Linked DNA regions of Mus musculus: regions 2 and 3 are each linked to region 1. Evidence: chromatin contacts called from public ChIA-PET and promoter capture Hi-C data. All regions are on one chromosome and are shown on one strand. Each heading gives the region's core, a stretch centred on a gene start, on an enhancer-like site or on the middle of the called end of the contact. The rest is flanking DNA. Distances are from core to core; before and after follow the strand shown.

Region 1 (4,455 bases), core at 1,004-3,503:
TATGCCAGTTTCTTAAAACAGTATCAGCATACCATTATCTTCAAATACATTTGTTACTATTTGAAGGAGCTGGGAGCTTTAAAACTTTGTTTTGTTGGTTTGTATTTTTTCATTTCACTATCTAGACTGACTGACTGACTTTCTTTCTTTCTTTCTTTCTTTCTTTCTTTCTTTCTTTCTTTCTTTCTTTCCTTTTTTCCTGATTTTCATTTTAAAACTTTGAATTTTGTGTGTGTGTGTGTTTCAGTACCCCTCATAAAATTATTGTAACTATCATACATTATTAACTTTTGTTCGTTTTGGTTTTTGAGACAGGGTTTTTCTGTATAGCTCTGACTGTCCTGGAACTCAAGAGAACTACCTGCCTCTGCCTCCCGAGTGCTGGGATCAAAGGCATGTGCCACCACCACCCTATCACTATTAACTTTTAAAACACAAAATAGACCTACTTTCTCTATAATCTTTATACATAGTTATTTTTCTATGTTCCAGCATTTTTTAGTCGTTTTGAAATAAACATAAAGGAAGTAAAATAAAACAGAATCTATTAATAATACTAATAATTTGATTCATTGTAATGTCAGATATCTGTTTTGAGTACAAGGATAGTGATAGAAGTTAAAACATCTCTAATCCAAAATTCAAAATGCTCTAAGATCTGAGATTCAGAGGTATGGTGATTTGAATGCGAATGGCCCTCATAGGTCAGCATGCTTAAATGCTTGCCTGACAATTGGTTGAACTGTTTGGGAAGGACTAGGAGGTGTGGCTTTGCTGGGGTGGGTGTCATTGGTGGCAGGCTCTGGTGGGGCCCATTCCCAGTTAGCTCTTCTTCTGCCTCCTTCCTGTGGCTCAGCTGTGAGCGCTCGGGTGTCCCTGCTGCCGTACTTTCCTCTGACATCATGAACTTTGGCTCTGGGTATAAGCTGTATGCGAAATATAAGTTAATTTCATGTTTGGATCCATTCTATCCTCAAAATATCTCTTTATGAATAGGCAAACATACCAAAAATTTCAAAATCTGAAACACTTTCAGTCCCAAGTATTTTGGATAAGAGAATCTTAACTTGTAGTGTAGAACTTTCCACTGGAGACTTGCTCCAGGGCGTGGTGGGAGCAGGTGTCCCGGGATTGAACCTGGGGCCTCACACATGCCAAGCAAGCTCTGTACATCCAGCTGTGCCCTTTTTAATGGCAGTGGTGGCATGATTGCATTAGGTTCAGTCGTCATCACGTAAGTGCTATAATACTTGCCTTGGAATCTTTCACCCCCTCTGTAAATTTCTCACGAATAGAAGATGGATTTTTCTACAATTGCATTAAAATAATATCATTTTAGAAAAATTAGTTACGGATTCTTTTGTGTAGCTTCAAGGCCAGCCAGTTTTCTGGATACTTCTAAAGCTACAGTACTCAGTTCCACTTATTTGACTTTACCTGAAGCCAGAGTTCTAATTAATGTAGAGTTAATCAATGACTTTTTTCCCCTAGAGAGCGTAACGGTTTGGGGAGAGTGGTATTTTGTGTTTCTACTAGTAAATCCAATGCAGTGAGGTTCATGCAGTCGCTTGAACGGGCTGTTTACTCTAATGGGTAGCAGGCGCTCAGCTTGTTGGCATCCAGTGAACAGTGTGTGCTAATGTCACTAGTACTTGTAATTATTTTTAGAAGTCACAAGCTTTGAGTCACGAGTTGGGGTTCAAAGCTACTTAAACTGACTGAGGACCGAGAACTTGTTACTCGGGTTGGTTTATTAGACAGCTTTCGGCAATCAGCTCCAAGCAAGCGGAGCTTCAGCTGCCTGGTTAGCTGATCCCTTCAAAGGACAGCTTACAGATGTGGAATACCAATTCTGCCAGTGAATTTTTTGGGGCTGTGTTGATGTATTGAGTTTTACGTTCTTGACCCTCGAGTCTGCTCTGTGCACCGCTGTGGTGTGTTTACTGAAAGCTTGGAGACTAGGGAGTAGCAGCGCTAACTTTTCAGTTAGTAGACCTTGAAATTGTCTTGTTGTTGTTCGCTTTGGTTTTGTTTTGCTTTGTTTTGGGGACACAGGTGAGTGTCTCACTGCATAGTCCGGGCTGGCTGAGGTTCAGATTCCCCCTGCCTCAACTTCCTGCATGCCAGGATTATAGCCCGGTACTCCCAGGACTGGTTAATTAATATATCTATATTTAGGGCTGGGATTATAGTGCCCAGTGTGATACCTAAGAATTAGGAAAACCGAAGCCTGTTATAACGCTGGGCACATAGCTCTTACTGTTCAGGGCGGTTGCCAGGGTACAAAGATCACAGAGAAGGAAAGCAGTGTGTCTACCCCACCCGCTATGGTCCCTTCTATGCTACCATGGGTCTCCTCACACCTCTGGCCTTTTGTCAGAAAAACGGGCCCTAACTACTTATCTATATGTCCATGTCTATAACTTTAAGTGTGACTAAAATATTCCACAGCTTCACCCTATGTCTCATGTTGTAGAATGCTTAATACTACCTGCCATGATCAGCTTTTGTCTGTTTTTAAGTGCCTTGAAGTTTATTGTGTATTTTTATGTTGTCAGAAAAGGAATTCAGGGCTCCCACATGCTAAGTATTCCTTTAAATTTTTTTCTCCTATAACTGTTATGAACAGTTTATTAACTGCTTTAACCTAGGTGTTATCTGTGGTAGATAAAGGACCAAATAAATGACCAGGGCCTTTATAACTGTGGTTGCTGACAGGTGGGCTTTACTGAAAGTGTCCCCATTGGTTGAGGCACCTGTCACCTGAAAGCCTCAACTCAGAGGCACCCCTGTCTGGCAAGTCCAGAAATCTATATGGAACAATCTCTTCTTAAAAAACAAAACCCAAACGTATTTAGGAAAAAAAAATAGGGACATTTGTATTGCTGGACTTTCCATCTTCTGATTCACAATAACAAAGAAAGGAGAAAATATATATTGATACTGAAATCTAATCATGTATTGGTCTGAAAGTCTTTGACAACCTTTACAAAGATATTACATTTTTCCATTTTAACACAGTTTTATCTGAAGACGAGGATAAAAATATTTTAAATATTTAAGCACTTCCTATTTCCTTCATTCCCAAATATATTTTGAAAAAAATATATAGAATATGGGTAGAATTGAAGTAAGGAAAAAATTCACTTATAATGTGTTTTTAAAACTTTGTAAACAAATGCATTTTGATTTGTTTTCAGGGGTTTTAAGTGTTCTGTGGTTTACATTTTTATTAGGATTTTTTGTTATGTAATATTTCCAAACTTTTATGTATCATATTTTGACTTGCTTAAGTGGTGGGGTTTTCGTTGTTTTGTTGTTCTTGTTTGCTTCTTTTGAGAGGAATGTGAGTGTATGCATGTGTGTGTGTGTGTGTGTGTGTGTGTGTGTGTGTATACACATGCGTATGCATGCATGTCTGCATATGTGAGTGTGTGTTTGTGTGAGTGCTGTGTGTGTCTTGAGATAGATTCACTCTGTAGCCCTGGCTTGCCTTGACCTTGCTGTGTAGTCCAGGCTAGTCTGGAACTCATAGAGAGCTGTCTTCTTTGTCTCTTAGAGACAGAGGAATTAAAGAGGGTTTCATGTGTTATTCTTACATTGTCTTCATAAGGTTACAATGTTGCTGAGCCAGCATGTGTTTTCACACTAACTTCTGGAACCATTTTTAGCTTTCCACCAACATAAGTGTACACTGCCTCATACAGTCTTCTTTTGAAATGGAATTCCAACTGCTACAAAGGACAATATTCACACCGGGAAGTAGAAATTAATGGGAGAACTGGAAAATGCATTCATATGGGCCATAAGTCCCTTCTGAAAAGTTAAAGATGATATTGACCTACGCAGTGTTGTAAAAGAAATGCTTGGTTCTATAACATCATTCTTTTTTTAAGGTTTATTTTTGAATTTTTAAATTATTTTTTAAGTATTACTTTTTAAAGATTTATTTATTTATTTAATGTATATGAGTACACTATGTCTTCAGACACACCAGAAGAGGGCGTCAGATCTCATTACAGATGGCTGTGAGCCACCGTGTGAGTTCTGGAATTTGAACTCAGGACCTCTGGAAGAGCAGTCAGTGCTCTTAACCTCTGAGCTATCTCTCCAGCCCCTATTTTTATTATTTTTAAATCGTTTATGTATGTGTGTATGTGCACATTAGTACAGGTTTGGTGGCATCAGGCAAGCGATCCCCTCCTAGGACTAGAGTTACAGGCAGCTGTGATCTCACCAAAGCCCATGTTGGGGACCAAACTGAGAGCTCTTCAAACTCTGAACCATCATCTCTAGTCCCAAGGTTCCTCTTACTTTAGTTCTGAGATAAGGTCTCTCTGTGTAACTCTGGCTGTCCTGCCCCAAACCATTTAGATAAGGCTGGCTTTGAACTCAGAGCAACTTGCCTGCCTCTGTGTCTGCAGTGTTAGAGTTAAAAATAGGTGTGGTGGTGGC
Region 2 (4,455 bases), core at 1,085-3,584, 110 kb after region 1:
CATGATGCAGTTTAAGTATAAATTTATCATCCCAGAGAGACTGAGGAGGGAAGGAAGGCTGGTTGAGCAGGGAGGATCTGCCCACTGGGTTATATGCTGGGGGCTTTTACAAGGTTTTATCACTAATTGTGAGAGGGGTTCTATATCCCTAGAGGCGAAGTAGCCCAGTCACCTCCAAGTCATTGCACCTCATCTCACCTTTTATTAAAACATTCCTTGTAAGTTTCTAGAAAAGCCCACGAGAAGAGGGGTCTCAACCCGCAATGCAAAGGACAAAGGACTGCACAGGCTGCGAAGGACGGTATGGAGTTCGGGTGGTGGTGCAGCCCTGCTTTACAGGTTCTTTGTAACTGTGCCAGAGCGGCAACAAGGAAAGTGCCTGGCACTTTAATTCCTGATCCAGCAGGAAGAAGCTAAGCTGCAGCATCAAGGATGCTTAACCATGGAGCATTCTCACCTGCCAAGACACAGCAGTTTCTGTTGTTACATCACACAGAATTCCTTACCTTCCAACCTCACTAGCAGATTAACATTGACGTTTTCACAAAAATCCATTATGTATCACCCATAGCATAAAAACCAAGTGGATTGGAATAACATAGTCACCCTTGCTACTCAACTTTAGCTTAACATAAATATGTGAAAAGAGCATAGACTGCACTTTCATATTGTCAAAATATTTAAAATACATGGGTGTAGATTTTGAAAGTACTGCACAATTTTCAGATGACTAGAAAGAAATATCTAAGAGGGGCAGATTAAAACAAGCCACCAAAGAGATAAGGAAAAATTAAGAAGCAGCCCTCTTACTTTAGTGTGAGCTGTATGAGCTGTGGGCAGTGGTGCCCTGGTGTGCAGATGAGGCAGGAATGTCACGTGCTAGGCAGTGGGAACACAGCATTGAGGACTGATGAGACAGGAGCTATGCTAGGGCTGTCAGAAGCTAGGTGTCTCCCAGTTAGAGTTAGATTGTATAGGAAGGGAAAATAAATCTAGAAAGGTTGTGACTATTGGTGTGAATTCTGATTCTCAATACATATATGCACATACACAGAGGGGCATCATTATGGATCTAATGTATATTTCTTAGTCATTGTGTGTGTTGCCGGGTGGTTTGGCATAGTGTGTGAGAGAGATCGATGTCATGTGGTGTGTGTTGCAGTGTGTGGCTTACGACTAAAAGGCCTAGAAAGGACACTGCAATCTGTTGAGTGCCTGCAGGCTGTGTGTGCTCCTGGAGCCCAGCTTTCATGAGCTGTCACTCATACTGGGGTCTTCGGTGACACAGCTGAGTCCTATTTGCTCCTGATCTCTCCACCCATATGCCCTAACTGACCCCACTGAAACTCATTGCTCTATGAAGTTGGACTTTGAGAGTATTTTTCCTTCAGCCTGTCTTCAGTACCCTACCTGGGATAAACTGATCCTAAGGGCTCTCTGCCTGCTCTCTGCTGGTGCTTGGCTGACCCAGTAGATCTGCTCAGAGAGCAGGCCAGCAGCAACTAGGCACTCCAGAGGCAAGGCCCCAGCACGGGTGCTTTCCCAGGTCACAGCCCCATGCTTTTAGTTAGAACTGAGGATGCCATCCTTTTCCTCCAGTGGAAAAGTCTGAGTTCAGAAAACCATGTGTGCCCCAGAGGCCACAGCTTGTAAATCCTATAATAAGCCTGTGTGGTGGTTTAAATATGCTTGGCCTATTAGGAGGTGTGGCCTTGTTGGAGGAAATGTGTCATTGTGGGGGTGGGCAATGATTCTTTTCTCCTAACTACATGGGAGCCAGTCTTCTAGTGTCCTTCAGATGAAGATATAGAACTCTCAGCTCCTCCTGCACCATGTCTGCCAGGACATGCCCTTGTTCTCCACCTTGATGATAATGGACTGAACCTCTAAAACTGTAAGCCAGCCCCATTTAAATGTTGTCCTTAGAAGAGTTGCCTTGGTCATGGTGTCTGTCCACAGCAGTAAAACCCTAACAGCCTGTGTACTATGGGTATGTGCCCATATCCAGCTGTGTCTCCATCCCAAGAATAAACAATTCTGGTGACCTCACTGTGTATGCATCGGGATGAGAAAAATCTCACTACCTCCTCCATAGGGGAAGAGATGTCCCTCTAGGGTTCATGGGAGCAGTGTTGCCACACACTGTCCCCAAATCCAGAGGGTGAACATCTCTGTGTGCTTGTGTGTGAGAAACCCAGAAATAGAGGGAGAGCTGTGATGTGGACAATTCGTTCTCAGAAAGTTGATCTTTCAGAAGCATTTCAAACAAACAAATAATGGTATCCCTTGACAACACGTTAGAACCTTGGTATGAAGGGTGACAATTGTGATGCAGGGGAGGATCCAAGAAGAACTGGGCCTGAGTCAAGTGAAATCAGACAGCAACAACACAAAGGGGGGAGGGGGGCATTCAAACGGTTCAAAACCAAAAACAAGCCAGGGAGCAGTCCTGGAGAAATGAAGTTAAAAGGATCAAAGGTAGCTCGTGAGTAGAAGTGAAAGCCTGATGTGCTTCATTGACATGGCGTCTCATCGGCCGGTCCCTGCAGACGACTTCGGTGCCTACTACAACCTGTGAGCCTCTATGTCCTGTGCCTTTATAGATAACCTCAGGAGTGGGGGGCTGGGGGAGGGCTTACCTAGAGGGGGCATGGCACCTGTTGCATTTGGGAGGGCTCTGCCAGATTTGACCCATGAAGGACCCAGAAGAGATAACATACATGTACTCCCTGATCAGTCAGCTCAGGGCCTCCGTGACATCACTGAGTAAAAGTGAGAATGGCACACTTTTCAGATGGGTGAAACTGAGCAGAGGCACTGAGTGAGGCCGCTGAGCGGTGGGGCCTGGATTTCAGATTCAGTCTGTGGGAAGAAAGGTAATAAAGGACAAAGGTGGTGAGCGGCCCTACTGAATCGGTCAGATAAGAGGGAGCTGTGCAGATCAAGGAGGCCTCCTGGAGCCTGCAGTATTTCCCATCTCTGCATGCTGGGCAGATGCTCCAGTCCCGTCTCTCCACATTAAGTCATTTATTCTTTTAAAGATTTTATTTTATGTATATGAATGCTTTGCTGACAATTTAAGCACACCAAAGCAGTGCTCTTGGAGGCCAGAAGAGGGCATTAGATCCCTTGGAACTGGAGACACAAATGGTTGTGAGCTGCCATGTGGTTGCTGGGAAGTGAGCCAGGATCTTCTGAAAGAACAGCAGAAATGCTCTTAACTGCTGAGCCATCTCTTCAGAACCCAAGCTGTGTGTGTGTGTGTGTGTGTGTGTGTGTGTGTATGCACGTATATCTGTATATGTGTGTATACATATATATGTATATATGTGTGTATACATGTAAATATACGTGTATACATACTATACAGGTACATAGATGTATATATACATATATACATACACACATAGACATATATACACACATGTGTATGTGTATATAAGTATATATACATATGTGTGTGTGTGTATAAATATACACTTGTCTTTTTTTGGACACAGGGTTTCTCTGTGTAGCCTTAGCTATTCGTTCTAGAACCCACTCTGTACACCAGGTTAGCCTCAGACTCAGAGATCCCCCCTGCTGCTGCCTCCTGAACGCTAGGATCAAAGGTTTGCACCACCAATAACTGGCTATGTTGTATTCTTTTAAAAGATATCATTTATTATGTGATCTAAGCTAAGCACCTTGCATGGCACCTGCATGGCCCTCGCAGTAACCCTGCCAGGAAGAGGTAGTGTTCCTTGTTTTGCTGGGGGATCAGGAGCTTGAGGCCAAAGCCAGTGCCTCACACAGGCCAAGGACACTTTCTCATGCTGAATGTTTCTGTGTTATAAATGAGCAAACATAAGAACCCTAATCATAAATATATATAATCAGTTATTAGCGTAGCAATGTGCATGTATGCACACATATGTATGCATATATACATACCTGTGCCCTTAACATATGAATGTATATGTTCCTACTATGTGTATGTATCATGCTCACTATAGCTGTCTCCAGACACCAAAAGAAGCTACAAAGGCTCAAAGTTACAACCCTTTAACGGCCCCATAAAGCACTTGCTGGGATTTGAACTGGGGTCCTTTGAATCCATAGTCAGTGTTCTTACCCACTGAGCCACAGCTCCAACACTGTATTATGTTCTCCATATGTCACCTATAGAGTTATATTCATTCTCAGCATATGCTGTAATTCCATATAATTTAATGGCCAGGTAAGGTAGGTAAATGCCTTCATTTCTCCTGCATCACTATGTGCTTGCCCTTGGTATACTACTGTGGGCAAATGACTCACTCACATAAGCTGGTTAGTCCACCTGTAAATGGGATTTTAGAAGGACTGTTTCTACCCAGAAGAGCTGTTGCAAATATTTAATGGGGAATGTATATTAAATGTTTAATATAGTCAGACTAAGTACAAAATGTCTATGATGTTACTGTTAAAGCAGGA
Region 3 (4,455 bases), core at 1,226-3,725, 100 kb before region 1:
GAGCACTGACTGCTCTTCCAAAGGTCCTGAGTTCAAATCTCAGCAACCACATGGTGGCTCACAACCATCTGTAATGAGATCTGATGCCCTCTTGTGGTGCGTCTGAAGACAGCTACAGTGTACTTACATATAATCAATCAATCAATCAATCAATCTTATAAAAACCCTTTATCATTGAATATAAATCATACATACTATTAAACACCTTGCCATGCAGCGGTGCTGTACGTGGGTGCTGTGAATTGAACCTGGATCCTCTGGAAGAACAAACTGTACTCTGAATCACTGAGTCATCTCTTGAGCCCTAAGGTAACATTTTTAAAAGTTGAGATGTTCTGTAAGTCTTTCTTGTTAAATACACAATTTAACATTCAGGGCATATATAAATGCTCACTAGGGGCTGGTGAGGTGGCTCAGTGGGTAAGAGCACCCGACTGCTCTTCCAAAGGTCCGGAGTTCAAATCCCAGCAACCACATGGTGGCTCACAACCATCCGTAACGAGATCTGACGCCCTCTTCTGGTGTGTCTGAAGACAGCTACAGTGTACTTACATATAATAAATAAATAAATCTAAAAAAAAAAAAAATAAATGCTCACTAAAGTCTGATTCAGCTTTCTGAAGGCATGTTATGTGAGTGAGCAAACACATTTATTTATTTAAATGGAGTTACTGTACCCGAGGTGATGATGCTCCCCGCAAAAGGCTCAGTACCAGGTATGGGAAACTCCCCTTGATTTACTGTCAGAAGAATACAAGAATTCCAACAACACGCCCACCAACCTCCCACAAAAACCAAAAACCAATATGGATCATTGCCACTGCCCTCGGTTGACTTCCAGAACTTGAAGGCAAGACCTTATTGCTGAAGACACCACACACTTCAGACACAGACTTGGAGAAATTGAACTGGAACTGAGATGGGCGCCTCCTGCAGAGGACTAGCTCCGACACATGCAGGTGCTAAACAAGCTGCCCAGTGAGAGGAGCAATCTATAGGCCTATCCAGCTGTGAAACCCAAGGACCATAGGCATAACAAAGCAAGATAGCTCGCATGGTCAATAGTCGCTTTTATCTTGTAACCATGGCTGTCTAATTGGATTGTTCCAGGACATCCAGGGTTTCTCAATGGGCAGAAATCCACTTTTGGTACTGTAATCCTAGCCAACTGGTTACCCGTGGCCAGAGAGCTCATAGACCCGAGTGGAGACCCTAATCCTGCCTTTTTCCTAAACCGATGTAATTTCTAACTTTATCCTAAACTCTTCCTTGAACCTTGAAGATAAGAGTTGCTCTCACACCCCATCAAAGAAGCTTTCTTATGTAACAGATGGAGACTATTACAGAGACCCACCCTGGTCAAAACGCAGAGATTACAGATCTGTGGGGTGTCCAACCCCAACTGACACGTATTCAAAACAAGCCCTACGCCCAAGGCTCAAGGAAAATCATAGAAGGGGCAGAAAGACTATAAGACTCATGGTCCAGGACACTTGTTACTAGATAGTATCCCCTAAGCATGACAGGGCAAATGCACCCACTAATGATTGTGTGAAGACTGGCTAAAGACAACATCAGCTGACATGCCAATGTGGACACAGGATGTTCCATATGGACCCACGCCTAGAAGAGCTACAATGACCAATAGTTGCTGAAAGAGAGAATGACTTTCCTCCAGGAGAGCCAGCCCTGCATAGGATGTGCAATCCCAAGTGGTCAACTCGAGATAATTGTACATATAAGCAATGCTGAATGCCCTCAGAGGATGCATACACATATGTATTTATATATGTATATGTAAAAATAATAAAGACAAGGCCATGCATTGGGAGGGATAGACACTGGAGCAGTTTGACGGATGAGGAAAGGCAAGGAGTGGATAGAGACTCAATGCTCATGTGCAAAGCTCTCAAAAAGTTATAAAAGGAATTTAAAATAATGAAGAAAAAAGAGGTGTCTCTGTTGGAGGCTATGTACAAGAAGAAGGTATTCCAAATCTAGCTTTTGAGGTAGTATCAATGACCCACAAGAATACAGTGTTACAAAGCCTGTTGTTAAGTTGATCTTAAGATACTCTCTCAGGGAAGAGGGACACAAGAAGACAATGTTATAAAGTGGCCTTTGGTAGGAGGAGTGCTTAGGAGACAGGCTTACAGATGGCAGTATTAAGGTAGTCTCTGATGCCGGGCGTGTTGGCGCACACCTTTAATCCCAGCACTCGGGAGGCAGAGGCAGGCGGATTTCTGAGTTTGAGGCCAGCATGGTCTACAAAGTGAGTTCCAGGACAGCCAGGTCTATACAGAGAAACCCTGTCTCGAAAAACAAAACAACAAACAAACAAACAAGGTGGTCTCTGTTGTGGTGAATAATGCCAACCTAACTCCTTTCATTGCAGATCCAACAAGCTTCCTCAATAGCTGGAGGGTAGCTGCAGTTCTCTCTGCTGTCACTAGATGACCGTCTATACTCAGAGGAGAAAGAAAAGAAAGCCAACTGGATCCCAAGGCCAGGATCATTCCAAAGAGGAAGTAAACCAAAATAGACCGTTTGTAAGTGCGGTACTCAATAATAAACAGTAGGAAGGCCTTGTTTTTCTACAGAATATGTGGGGCTTGCCTTCAAAGACTCTGTCTCTGGATAAGTTAATGACTATTATCTTCTATCCTCTATTTTGTGGCTTCTTTCTTTTTTATTTTGGCGTTTGTTGTTAGTTCCTGTTTTGTTTGAATCAGACTCTCACTGGCTTTCCTAGAACTCACAGTGTAGACCAGGCTGGCCTCAAATCCATGGCTTTATCCTCCTGCCTCTACCTCCTCTTAGGTGCTAGGACTAGATTTCAGGCACCCCAATCCTGGCTATGATTTGTTGATCCTATTCTCTCCTATTGCCTTCTCTCTCTCAGACTAAAATTCACAGGAGAAGCACAAAGCAATTTTTTGATAAGTCAATACTTGAAATACCTTTCTCCAGATAGAATTTCTTTAAAAAATTTTTTTACTTATTATTATAAATAAGTACACTGTTGCTGTCTTCAGACACACTAGAAGAGGGTGTCAAATCTCATTACGGGTAGTTGTGAGCCACCATGTGATTGCTGGAATTTGAACTCAGGACCTTCAGAAGAGCAGTCAGTGCTCTTGCCCAGTGAGCCATCCACTAGCCCCAGATAGAGTTTCTTATGCTCTCACGCATACTTCCGTAACATTTGGAAATACCTAGATTAGATCAGATCAAGATCCACACAGCTACAAATCCTCTTGGTAACTTATGCTGACTCTCTAGTATTGGTACATTGGTAGTATGTGTGTCTGTGGAAATTTCTTGTAAGAGTGTATTAGATTTTTTTTTTTTTTTTTTTTTTGGTTTTTCGAGACAGGGTTTCTCTTTATATCTCTGGCTGTCCTGGAGCTCACTTTGTAGACCAGGCTGGCCTCGAACTCAGAAATCCGTCTGCCTCTGCCTCCCGAGTGCTGGGATTAAAGGCGTGTGCCACCATGCCTGGCTGTATTAGAATTTTTAAATGACCTTTAAAACATTACTGATGAAACGCAGCTACCTTAGTATAACCCCCACTCTGCATCTTCCCTTCCTTTGCCTGTCCATGAGTTTTGGTAAAGTCTCCTTAGGTCTATTTCCAAATCTGTAATGTTACTGGTCTATTACACAGAGATTACTCACTTCGTATGGAAATTGAGAGCTGCAGAAAGAATAGCTTGTGAGGAATTATCAAAGTTTGGAACTGACTTCCAGTGGGAAGTGCATGAGCATACCTTTTTTTTTTTTTTTTTTTTTTTGCCTTTTATCTGTGTATATGTCTGCCATGCTCACATGTGCTCTATCGTGAGAGAATCCAGACATTGCATCTTTTCCTCTTTGGATTTTGTCTTTATACGACAGTTGCTTTATACGACACCTGACTGGCCCAGCAGCTTCCAAGGATTCTCTGGTCTCTGCTTCCCATCTCCTCATAAGAGTGCTGGGATTTCAGACACGCGCTACCATCATGTCTGGCTCACATGGGCATTGGGGATTGAAATCTGGTCCTCACACTTGGGTGATGGGCACTTTACCCACTGAGGCATTTTTCTAGTCCTACACGATTTATTACACTCGCCAGGGTTTACTTACAAGTTTTGTTGCTACTGTTAGGACTCTTCACACATTAGTAACAAGTAATGAGAGAAAGAATTTTTATATTGACCCAGAAATTCTGGAAGCTATCTAGGCAGAAATCAATGTGGGCTCTTGAAAGCAGCTGGAGTGGCAAAAAAAAAAAAAAAAAAAAAAAAAATCAGCCAGTGTGATGTGGCTTTTCAATTACCTTAGCTATAAAGTGTGGCTATTAACTGAATAGTTAATTGGCTCCACCCGAAATGGAACCATAAAAGCATTTGGTCCCACAGGCTAAAGAACATGTTGTACCTGTTGAAAACTGTTAAAAGGCACCTTTAAAAG

What was found. Promoter capture Hi-C pulls out the DNA fragments that hold promoters and counts their contacts. ChIA-PET counts read pairs in DNA pulled down with a chosen protein or histone mark.
Region 2: a promoter capture Hi-C map of liver shows a contact between it and region 1. The contact joins the promoter of Usp50 here to the enhancer-like site in region 1. A contact is called at or near these places in 6 of 39 promoter capture datasets (the 3T3-L1 cell line, 3T3-L1-derived adipocytes, the C10 cell line and 2 more), 4 of 484 Hi-C or Micro-C datasets (bone marrow-derived macrophages, conventional dendritic cells, cortical neurons and 1 more) and 4 of 9 other capture datasets (adipose tissue, embryonic stem cells, liver and 1 more).
Region 3: a contact with region 1 is called in an H3K27ac ChIA-PET map of liver, with 5 times the contacts expected there. The contact joins two enhancer-like sites. A contact is called at or near these places in 19 of 39 promoter capture datasets (the 3T3-L1 cell line, 3T3-L1-derived adipocytes, the HPC-7 cell line and 12 more), 1 of 15 datasets of contacts at CTCF or cohesin (stem cell-derived epiblast-like cells), 11 of 484 Hi-C or Micro-C datasets (bone marrow, bone marrow-derived dendritic cells, bone marrow-derived macrophages and 8 more), 7 of 115 datasets of contacts at active chromatin or transcription factors (the NIH/3T3 cell line, bone marrow-derived macrophages, embryonic basal ganglia and 3 more) and 5 of 9 other capture datasets (adipose tissue, embryonic stem cells, liver and 2 more).

The regions. Positions count from the first base shown.
Region 1 is chr2:126,894,964-126,899,418 of GRCm38.p6, reverse strand. The region is part of intron 14 of Sppl2a (signal peptide peptidase like 2A); the gene reads left to right. Among named protein-coding and RNA genes, the nearest start is that of Mir3473g, 5.2 kb to the left of the region's middle. Within about 2 kb of position 2,253, at least 12 of the 459 cell types and tissues checked have an H3K27ac peak or open chromatin away from gene starts, as enhancers often do. A contact at or near this core is called in liver, where this site is marked.
Region 2 is chr2:126,781,339-126,785,793 of GRCm38.p6, reverse strand. Usp50 (ubiquitin specific peptidase 50) reads left to right here and starts at 2,334. Exons shown (of 7, transcript NM_029163.3): 1 at 2,334-2,574. The coding sequence starts at 2,507.
Region 3 is chr2:126,994,986-126,999,440 of GRCm38.p6, reverse strand. No RefSeq gene overlaps it. Among named protein-coding and RNA genes, the nearest start is that of Ap4e1, 11 kb to the left of the region's middle. Within about 2 kb of position 2,475, at least 113 of the 459 cell types and tissues checked have an H3K27ac peak or open chromatin away from gene starts, as enhancers often do. A contact at or near this core is called in liver, where this site is marked.